Linked DNA regions of Gossypium hirsutum: region 2 is linked to region 1. A link is a contact called in public Hi-C data. All regions are on one chromosome and are shown on one strand. The core of a region is the stretch at or near the end of the contact, and the rest is flanking DNA. Distances in the headings are between cores, read along the strand shown.

Region 1 (4,985 bases), core at 1,204-3,703:
GTGAGGAAAGCCATGGGAAGGAGTGATATGATTTTTCTTAGGTTATCAAGTATAAGATTCATCACAACTACAAATATAAATAATATACATCTGATTAATTATAATACTAGATAAAATTAAATTTATAAAAGATTAACAAAAGACTTCAAAGTATATAATCATGTCATTTTTCTTAAAATTTTATTTGTCTTTATTATATATTTTAATTTGCGAAATAGATATTAACATATGAATCGTGAAGATATTATGAAATATAATAATTATCTATATTTTGTACTAATAAATATAATAATTAATTGTAAATAGTAAAAAAAATAGGATATATATTTCATGTATGTAGTCAATAATGTATTGTATGTAGTAGACCGGCTGGTGAGTTGATTAGATTGGAAATTGGCTAGAGTACTGACTTGAAAGGTAATTTTGAACGAGTTAGATTGAGAATTCAATTGAACCAGTTAAAACTAGTTGAATTGATGGTTGAGTTAGAATTTTTAAATTTTTTTTAAATTTTTAATAATTTTTTAATTAGACCAGTAGGACTGGCGGATTGTGGCCTAATCGGTTTGAGCGCCAGTCCACTTTAAAAAACATTGATTGTAGGTGCATAAGTCTCATCCACGTTAGTGAATAATAACATGACACATCATCATTAAGTTAAACAAAAAAATATGGAGAACTTGTAAATAAATACTAATAATTTTATTTAAATATTATAACTATTATAAATAAATATTAATAACTTTTAGATTTAGGATCTTGGATTTAAAAGTTTAAGATCTTACGTTTAGGGTCTAAGATCTTGGGCATAGAGTTTTAATAATTATTTATTATTTAATTATGTTTAAATAAAATTATTAGTATTTATTTATAAATTTTTTACTATTTTTATTTTATTTAATGATAAGGTGTCATATTATTATTTACTGATGGTGAATAAAACTTATACACCAGTAGTACATCAAAAATTTTCCTTAAAAGAATAATGCAATGTATAAAAATCTATGGATGCACTATCCTCAGTCCATGAGTCTCAAAGGCAAAGCCATCTACTAACTTAATAATTTTTATATGAAATAAATTAATAATTGGATTAACTTATTAATTTTTATGAAATATGAGAATTAAATTCTAACAAATTTATATGTAACAAATTAATAAAAAATTATAAATTTATGCATTTATTAATAATTAGACTAACTTTTATGAAAAATCAAATTCTAACAAATTAGATTTTTTTTTATATCAAGAAATTATTATATTATAAGTTTTGGGCCTCTAGTACTTCATGCGTCTTTCAGTAGCAGCAAGGCAAGAAAACAATACGTTGACAAATTATTACATTGAAATGACCTATTGAGAAAAATTAGGGAAAAAAAATTATAGAGCCTTCCTTTAATAGTTCCAAAGATTAATCAAATACTTGTAAATAAAACCTGGAAAATGATGTGGGGAAATGCCTACTCAATTGAAACCACGGTTCTGCATATGTAGTTTTCTATTTCACACACAACTGTAGATTTCTTTACTCGCTTCCATATCATTATACAACAATAAAATGAACGACTAATTCTAAAAGAAACGATTTTATTTTTAAGAAAAATCATTTTATTAACACTTCTTACAGCATCATCCATAGCTATTATCAATTAAAAATAAACATATTATTTTTTTCACTTTATATATACAATTGGTAAGGAGAAATCGTGAATAATGTAAAAAAAAAAAGATATATATTTATTTTTAATTAGTAGGAACTATAAATGATGTGATAAAAATAATTTATAAAATAATTTCTCCGTCTTAAAAGATACCTTTATGCATTAATTATACATCTATTTAAATCAATAGGTTATTTAGAAATTAAAGGAGAAAGCATGCCGGCCGGTATATGACACCATTGCTTACATATTGGATGGCTTGATTTCCAATCATCGAATTGATTTAAAATTTGAGATAATGAAGAAAACAGGTAGGAGAAAGGTAAGCATCAAGCTAATGCTTTTATTTTCCATATATCATGATCAAAATGATAATGTAATATCTCTTATTTTTGTAGCCTTCTAACTTGTCCAAGAATTTCATTTCCACGTTTTAGTAAAGGAAAGATTGAGGCTTCATCCTGCAGGACCATTAGTTGTGAGGGAGTCAACAGAAGATTGCAGCATTGATGGTTATGAAATCCCAAAAGGAGCCAGGGTGTTTGTCAATGTATGGGGTCTTGGCAGGGATCCCAATCAATGGGAAAACCCACTTGAGTTCAGACCAGAGAGTGGAGGCAAGGAAAGAAGCAGTTTTTGGATGCGAGGGGACAACACTTCAGCCTGTTGCCATTTGGGAGTGGAAGAAGAAGCTGCCCTGGAGCTTCACTAGCAGTACAGGTTGTCCCCAACAGTCCTTGCCGTAATGATGCAATGTTTTGATTGGAATGGAGCAAACAGCGGGGTTAATATGGAGGAAAAAGCCGGAATAGCTCTTCTTAAACCCCATCCCTTAGTATGTCACCCAGCTGTTAGGCTCTCTCCATTTCCCTCCCTAAGAATATTCTCATTACTGTTCCTTGTCTTGTTCCAAAATTTTAAGCCTAAGCCCAGAAGCCAATCATAATTCCCTTGCAGTGTTATTTGTTTAATATAATGCAACATTAGGATTGTTCTTATTAATCGAATTAATAGAAATTTCAAAATGTTTAATTGTTATTTCTTTACTTGAGAAAATTATTAATCCAATCAATCTAACTTAGTTTAATTCCGTCTATTTTTATAACAATTTTTCCCTTTTTATGGGATTTTTTTTTCAATTTAAACTGACCAATGCTTTTAATAATTTTCATAATAATTATCATCTTCGAAACTGTTCAGTGCTCTAATTAATTTATCTAATGTTTGAAATATTTATCATGTTTCTGGAGCAATATTTGAAACTCATCAGTATATTATTTCTTACTTAAAATGAAATTTTTTCAAAGGATACATAATTAGAGAAAACTAAAAACAATATAGTACAACAAAAATCACTAAAAATAAGCACAAAATGATAGGATTTCGACCTTACAACAGTGGAGCTGTCGAACCTCAAAAGAGGGAGTGATTAGTTGATAGGATTAAGGGGGAAAAAAAGCCTGACAGTGTATTAGTTTAGGGTTCTCGAGGTTTTTTCTTTATGTTTTATCTAAAGTTAAACTCTTAATTGTTTTTCTTCGGCCCACTTCTACAAGCTCTTTGCATTTGGGATTTAAGCTTCTTAGGCCATTCTATTGGGCTTGTATATATGTTTTTTAGCCCATACGCTTGTATATATATAAATTTAATTTTATTATTAATTTGGGTGAAGTGGTTATTTGAGGTAATTAACCACTTTCAAATCAAATTAATTGATAATCAAATTTAAAAAAAAAAATCAATCCCCAAAAAAATTATTTTTAATGGCCAACCAATTAATCAAACTACTTTACTATAATCGATTAATTCAATTATACACATCCTTATAAAACATTATTGATTTTGCAAAGTAATTGAAAGTTATAGTCATTAGATCTTTACAGATTAAATTTTTTATTTCAAAATTATTTTTTGTCATCGTATTGTTGAGCAGTGCATCAATAATGCTTAAAGACTGGCACATTTAGGCCTCGATACGTATGATGTGTACAACCAATCTCATAGGTTAATATGTATAGAGATACTTGTAGATATCAAATCAATATTTTTTATGAAAACAATATTAGTGTAATCCTTACAAGCAATTCAAATCATGTAAGCACTAAACAATATTTGATTGTATTGATTTTATTACAATTTAATAATAAATATTGAGATCTTTCTTTATCTTTATCTATAAGTAAAATGTTGATTACATGGCATTTAGTACTTATGTAGATAAAGCTCACAGAACACGTAAGCCATTGCAAGGATATTGTAAGAAGTTACAAGTTACAATTATGACACCCGTATAGATCAAAGTTGTGATTTCTAAATTATTGCTAGTCATTGTATTAGTAGACATGGCATCGATGATGCTCAAAGATTCATTACCTCAAGGTTATATAGACACATGGGATAAGCTAGTTGCCCAATTGTTGTCTTAGTACTTTCCACCCATCAAGGCTACTAAGTAGAGAAATGACTTATCTAGCTTTATGCAATATAATTCTAAATCCTTGTATAAGTCTTGAGAGTGATTTAAGGAACTATTGAGAAGATGCCCACACTACTAGTGTTGAGTTGTTGATTAGGAAACAATTTAAACTAGAAAAATAAAGCAAGGAACACAGTAATTGGTTACGTGATTCAGAACCTCTTCATACATCTTCAAGGTCTTGCTCAGAGAATAATCTCACTATAATTCAAAAGTACAAGAGATAATTTAAGCTTAAGTCACTAAACTCGTTGCAACCTCACTACCTTACAATTATCTAGATTCAACTCTCTTACTAAGTCTTTCTCCTATGAAAGTTTAAACTAAACTAATAAAATAAGTTGTTTGCAACATATAAACATTCATGAATGTTCTTCACAAAGAACTTATTTGAGTTCTCTAATTCACACTTAAAAATCAATAAACAATTTTTCAATATATAAGTCTTTGTAGACTTGTGAATACTAACTAGTATGATTACATTAGATCATAAAATTTCGTTCAAAATAAGATCTTGATAGGGTAGAGGTAAAAATATATATTCACCGACTGAATTTCTTTCTATCATAAATATTTCTAAATAAGGTAAATAAAGCATACTCGAATATTCAAAATATCCTTGCTTGACTAAATATCTTCACTAAAAACAACTATGAAAAATTCTACTCAAAACCCCCTTAAAATATGCATAAAATTAATAGTCATTATAACACTTTCAAAATATGCCAATAACATAGGCAAGTTGCAACTAGTCCAGTTGCAAAGTGAGTATGCAACTAGTAGCATTAACATTCTCCTCCTTAGGCTTATTTTGACCAAAAACTCTGCAGCAAATTTTCCCAATCAAG
Region 2 (4,985 bases), core at 1,555-4,054, 85 kb after region 1:
AAATCACTACAAATTTGCTAAACATAAGTATATTATTAATTTGAGATAAGATTTTTTTGGTGTTTGATAATATATAGATGTGAGATATTTGTGTTGTTGGTTTTTGTCCTCCTTTGCACTTAAGGATTTCGTTACAGTGTTTGATTTAAGATCAAGACGTTTATGGGTCGTTTTTCATTAATATCGTCTAGTGCTAGGATATAATGTTGTTGTCTTTAGCAATATTCTTCATGTTTGCGTGGTATTTGTATTCCTTTTTCTCTATTTTAATAAAATTTCTTTTGATGAGAAAAAATAAAATGGCAGGTCAAATAGCAATGAAGTTTATATTACTATTTAATTAATATAATTAAAGTTTTAATGCTTTTCTATGTGAAATCTTTTATTTGAAGTTGAAGAGTAATTAAAAATAATTTCTCTGTCATTTTTTAAACACTAAATTTAACTCTGTTATGTTTTATGTAGCTTTTTTTTTAATATAAAAATTAAATTCATCCATTTAATAATAATTGATAAAAGGGAAGCCAATCTTTGTTGAAGAAAAAGAAAGCTTTATGTAGACATATATCAAGGAATCAATTTTGTGATTGCAAGAGTGAAGCATGAGAGTGAAGCCATGAAGCTTGTAGAAGATGAACATAAGCAAAAGACTGCAATGGAGTTACTTTAACAATATTTGGCTTGCAATTCAAACATCAAGCAGAGAAAGAGACAAAAAAACCAGAGGAGGACAGCTCTTTTAGCAGAGGACAAAAATTCAAGTTGGTTTATTGAAAGGTAAAAAAAAAACACACTTAAAAGTAAGAGGTCCTTAAGCTGCAATTTCTTTTTTTCTTCTTTTACATTATTTCCCTTTCCTCGTTCGGCTGTTGCTTCCCCTGTCCTGCCACCATCCTATTCCGGCCAGCTGTCCCACTGCCCTGCCAAGCCGCCCAGCCTTGCACCACTCACCGCCGCTGCTACCAAGTGATTAATTGAAATGGAAATTTTAATTGATTAATGTTTCAAAGTCACCTCTTCTTCTCTTTATAATGCATTTATTTTTCTTTTCTATGTTTAGGGACAAGTTATCGAGTTTTGCCGTCAAGACGTTCAAGTAAAAAACATTAATTTAAATTAAGTTTAGCCACGTGTGGAAATTTTACTGGTAGGGCATAAAGAGAGACACGGTGGAGGGGGCAGAAGGTTTTTACATGCATTGCAAAATTATTATCCAAAGGATGTATGACATTTATTCCCTGTCTCGGTAAAAATGTGACTTTGATATTTCCAAGGTCAATTTTTTTAACTTTTTCGTCTTAATTATTTTAATTACATAAATTTTATAAAAATATTAAGATGAAAGTTAAATTTGTATGATTCAACACTCGGCATCTCGTTTTTCCTCTTAAAACAAGTTAATTTAGTGTTTGTCATAATAAACGCAAAAATACAGCACAAAATACATCAGAAAACACCAACTTTTTTTTCTCTATTCTCAATGCCCTTTTCTTCTTCTTAACCTGTTCCATCTCTTTCTAATAAGTCAGAAATGGCTGCAAAATCATTGTTTTATTTTTCCTTTTCCGGAAATTCTTGTCAAGAAAAATCAGTATAATATGAAAGAGATTTCTAATTCTTTAATTTAAATTTGAATCTATTCTTAACTATTAGTCTATCTATACATCTCTCTATGTAGAAAGGGGAAAATATCAAAGACGACAATAATAATTTTAATTAAAAGAGCTAGGGTTTTATTGGTCTTCTCGAGGTCGAGCCAACCAAAGGGAGCTCAGAGCTCTTAGGCGATGGAAGTACTCGGCGATCGCCAACAAACATCTTGCAGCTTGACGAATCGTCAGGATTTGATGTAATCGGAGTATGGCTTGATGCCTCAGATTATCCGCCTGTAAGTTTTTTTAAACATTTTTTTAAAAAGCAAATTATCGGAAATATATATGCTAGGAAAAATTTTAGGTATTATATGTATCAATGGAAAAAGTTGAATTTTATAAAGTTTTCATATAATTGTAAATTGTAAAGAAAAAAAATTACATGTTACATAGTCAATAACTTGAAAGGTAACATTAAGACTAAACATGTATTAACTTGACTTTGAGGGTAGAATTGAAGATAAATTTGCTTACTTAAACTTCACATTGGCTATCAACCCCTGACTTTATGGCACCATATGGGTGTTTTGATTGTCAAAATGGGAAATTAAGGGATAGAGAGGTTGAAAAAAAGGAATAATTTAGGGTATTTTCATTTTCTGAGTTCAAATTTACTTGTGGGGTATGGTTTCTACTTACCTTGTCTAGAAGGGTTTTGACATATATGTAAAAGATAATTCCATGGTGATCATATTTGAAACCTTCACTTAATACTTGTTTAATTTCATTTTAATTTCTACCCTTGGTTCAAAGAAACGTAATGATGGTAACTACTTACCTAGAGAGACCTGAAAATTTAAGGGTAGCCATAAGTCAGCTTAGGAATATAAAAATGTGGTCAATTAACTAGGCTTTTAATGAACATGTTGTCCTCTAGGTGAACATCTTGCTTACACAATTGACTTTAAAGGGTCCTAAATTGTTTAGGATTCGTTTTCTTTTCCTAGTGATGGACCAATAATTTCAAAGGGCCTACGACCCCACCTATCCTAAATCTTCAAAATGTTGAACTAGAAATGCCCTAATCCCAGAATTACCATAACTCTAAGTTCACTGTGAGCAAAGGATGGACGGATGTGGGGGATGTGGGAGAGTAGAGTCGGCCTAAAATTGAAAGAATAGTCAAAAAGGATGTGATGTCTTTAAGTCAAACGGTTATGACTATGACATCAACATACGGGCACGAGGGATCTCGTTTGAGCTTTGATGTCGATATCTATATACATTACTTACCAGAGGAAAGAGAAAGCACGTGAAAATGCAAATATTCTTTTGACTTGGTTATAGCTTTTTCATATTTATACTGCCCATCAGGTGACAAGTTCATTATTGTCGACAAATTGCCATGCTTGCTTTAGGCACACCCATTGTTACAATTCCTAGGTAAATGAAATAGAGTTTGATTCTTCTACTGCAAGTGATTTAAGTCTTGAACGGCATGCTATAAACATATACTAGTCTGTTGCAGATACTTGGATAGGGAAACCTCCTAAATCAGACAAGCTGAGTTCTTTTTAGATGGTCCTTAGATGGCATGCGAAGTTTAAAACCCAAAAGACTACGTACTACATGCAGATGTCACTTTCATAGAAATGCATGAAAGGATCCAGTCATCTTATGTGGATAATAGCTTTGTTAATGGAACCACCACATCAGCATGAGGAGACACGGATGGAGTAATTTCATGGAAAGCATGAGGGGGGAGGGGTTAGGTTTAACCAGAATTTTTTCCCACACATATCTTGATGATCCTGAATTCATCATCATTGATGAGGCTTGGGGGGTCCACAAGCACAGAGAAAATCAAACCATAATAATATCATAGTAGTAGGAGTATACAAGATGGAGTGCATACCTGTCTAACAAAACCTTCAATGGTGGAGAGCTTGTTGATGGCGACAGCCATTTGGCCCATGTAGTTAGCCATGTTAGGAGGGCAGCTCAGTGAATCAGATGTTATAATATCAGAAACAGATTGGTTCAGAGCTTCCAAGCCTTGTGTTAGAGCTTCTTCAGCTTCCTGTGTCGACTGCTGCAAGGCACATATCCCCATTATCTGCTGCTCCGTCAGTGGCTCTATCTGATTCAGTATCACCTGAAAATAAAATAATAATAATTAAAAAACACGAGTAATAATAGGGATTTTCTAGGTTTTGCATTCATGCAATTAAAAGCACCACTTGCCTCCTGCTTTGTCTCAAAATATCCTACTTTTTCACTAATATCCCACATTTTTTGAATGTCCAGGGAAATATACAACGGGGAAAGACTTTATAGAGAGGGAGAGGAAAACAAAATAGGTGAAATATAGAGGAAAATGAATATAATTAGTGGGATTATTCTTAGAGTTTTTACAATAGATGTATGGTAGTGATTAGAATTTAGTGTGTTAAGGTACCTTGATGAGGTCAGATGGGCGAAAACCGCCCATCCACATGAAACATCGTTCAGCGGGAGTCTTCCACATGCCAGAAACAAGGTGAAAGACATCCGTTTTAGCCACCATGCTTTTGAGGTTCATCACTTGGTCCAAGTGTGCTAAACAGTTGTCCACGAAGATACGAAGCTCGTTCTCCGGTAGATGCTCTTGAACTGCGGCCCTAAGCTCGCACATTAGTCGATGATGCTCTTCTAGCCATCTTGTATACTCCATGTCAAACAAGGCAGCATCTGAACCATATAAATTTCAGTTGATATATATATATATAGCCATTAAAAACTCAAAAAGAAGCAAGAGAGAGAGAGAGAGCATTTTATTTTTAGTATAGAAACCTGGGCTTATGTTGTTAATACCAACAGGAAGACCTTGGTCTCCTCCTAGGATATTGCCACCACCGAAAAACATGCCCTAAACAGTAAAACAAGATCTTCAAACTTATACTCAAATATAAATAGGGACAAACCATATGCATAAAAGGTATAAGGGAGATGTCTCACTTGAGTTCTTGCTCTTTGAAGTTCTTGTTCCAGTTGGGTTAGCCTGATCCTACTTGATTCTAATTGCTGAACATAAGCCTGTGAAAATACAAGAACCCCAACGTCAACCCCATCGTCAAAACTTGTTTAAAAGAGAGAAAAATGATCAATTTTTTTTCTTTTATGGGCTGACCTTTTTTCTTAGCCTGCTTTTCCTTGCTGCTTCTCTATTCTGAGCAAGTCTCCTCAATGTCTACTCGGAAATTGTCCAAACAAATTACAAAAAAAAAAAGTCCTTCAAAGGTGGGAATATATATATAGTGAAGGAATTCACCTTAGGGTCTGGTGTTTTGGGTCCTTCTTGCTCTGAACTTGATGTTGGCCCTTTGCGATTCCCCTCACGCTGCCAAATTAAAA

What was found. Hi-C and Micro-C count contacts between places; a contact is called where the count stands out from the background.
Region 2: a Hi-C map of leaf shows a contact between it and region 1, with 3 times the contacts expected there. The contact joins two enhancer-like sites. A contact is called at or near these places in 5 of 34 Hi-C or Micro-C datasets (all in leaf).

What each region holds. Positions count from the first base shown.
Region 1 is chrA09:71,145,143-71,150,127 of Gossypium_hirsutum_v2.1, forward strand. No RefSeq gene overlaps it. Among protein-coding and RNA genes, the nearest start is that of LOC107889522, 5.3 kb to the left of the region's middle. Within about 2 kb of position 2,454, at least 5 of the 9 cell types and tissues checked have an H3K27ac peak or open chromatin away from gene starts, as enhancers often do. A contact at or near this core is called in leaf, where this site is marked.
Region 2 is chrA09:71,229,992-71,234,976 of Gossypium_hirsutum_v2.1, forward strand. It overlaps LOC107889516 (bZIP transcription factor TGA10), which reads right to left. Exons shown (of 11, transcript XM_016813962.2): 5 at 4,903-4,971; 6 at 4,762-4,821; 7 at 4,590-4,667; 8 at 4,425-4,500; 9 at 4,051-4,322; 10 at 3,508-3,747; 11 at 1,533-1,886. The coding sequence ends at 1,734. Among protein-coding and RNA genes, the nearest start is that of TRNAK-UUU, 3.6 kb to the left of the region's middle. Within about 2 kb of position 2,805, at least 1 of the 9 cell types and tissues checked has an H3K27ac peak or open chromatin away from gene starts, as enhancers often do. A contact at or near this core is called in leaf, where this site is marked.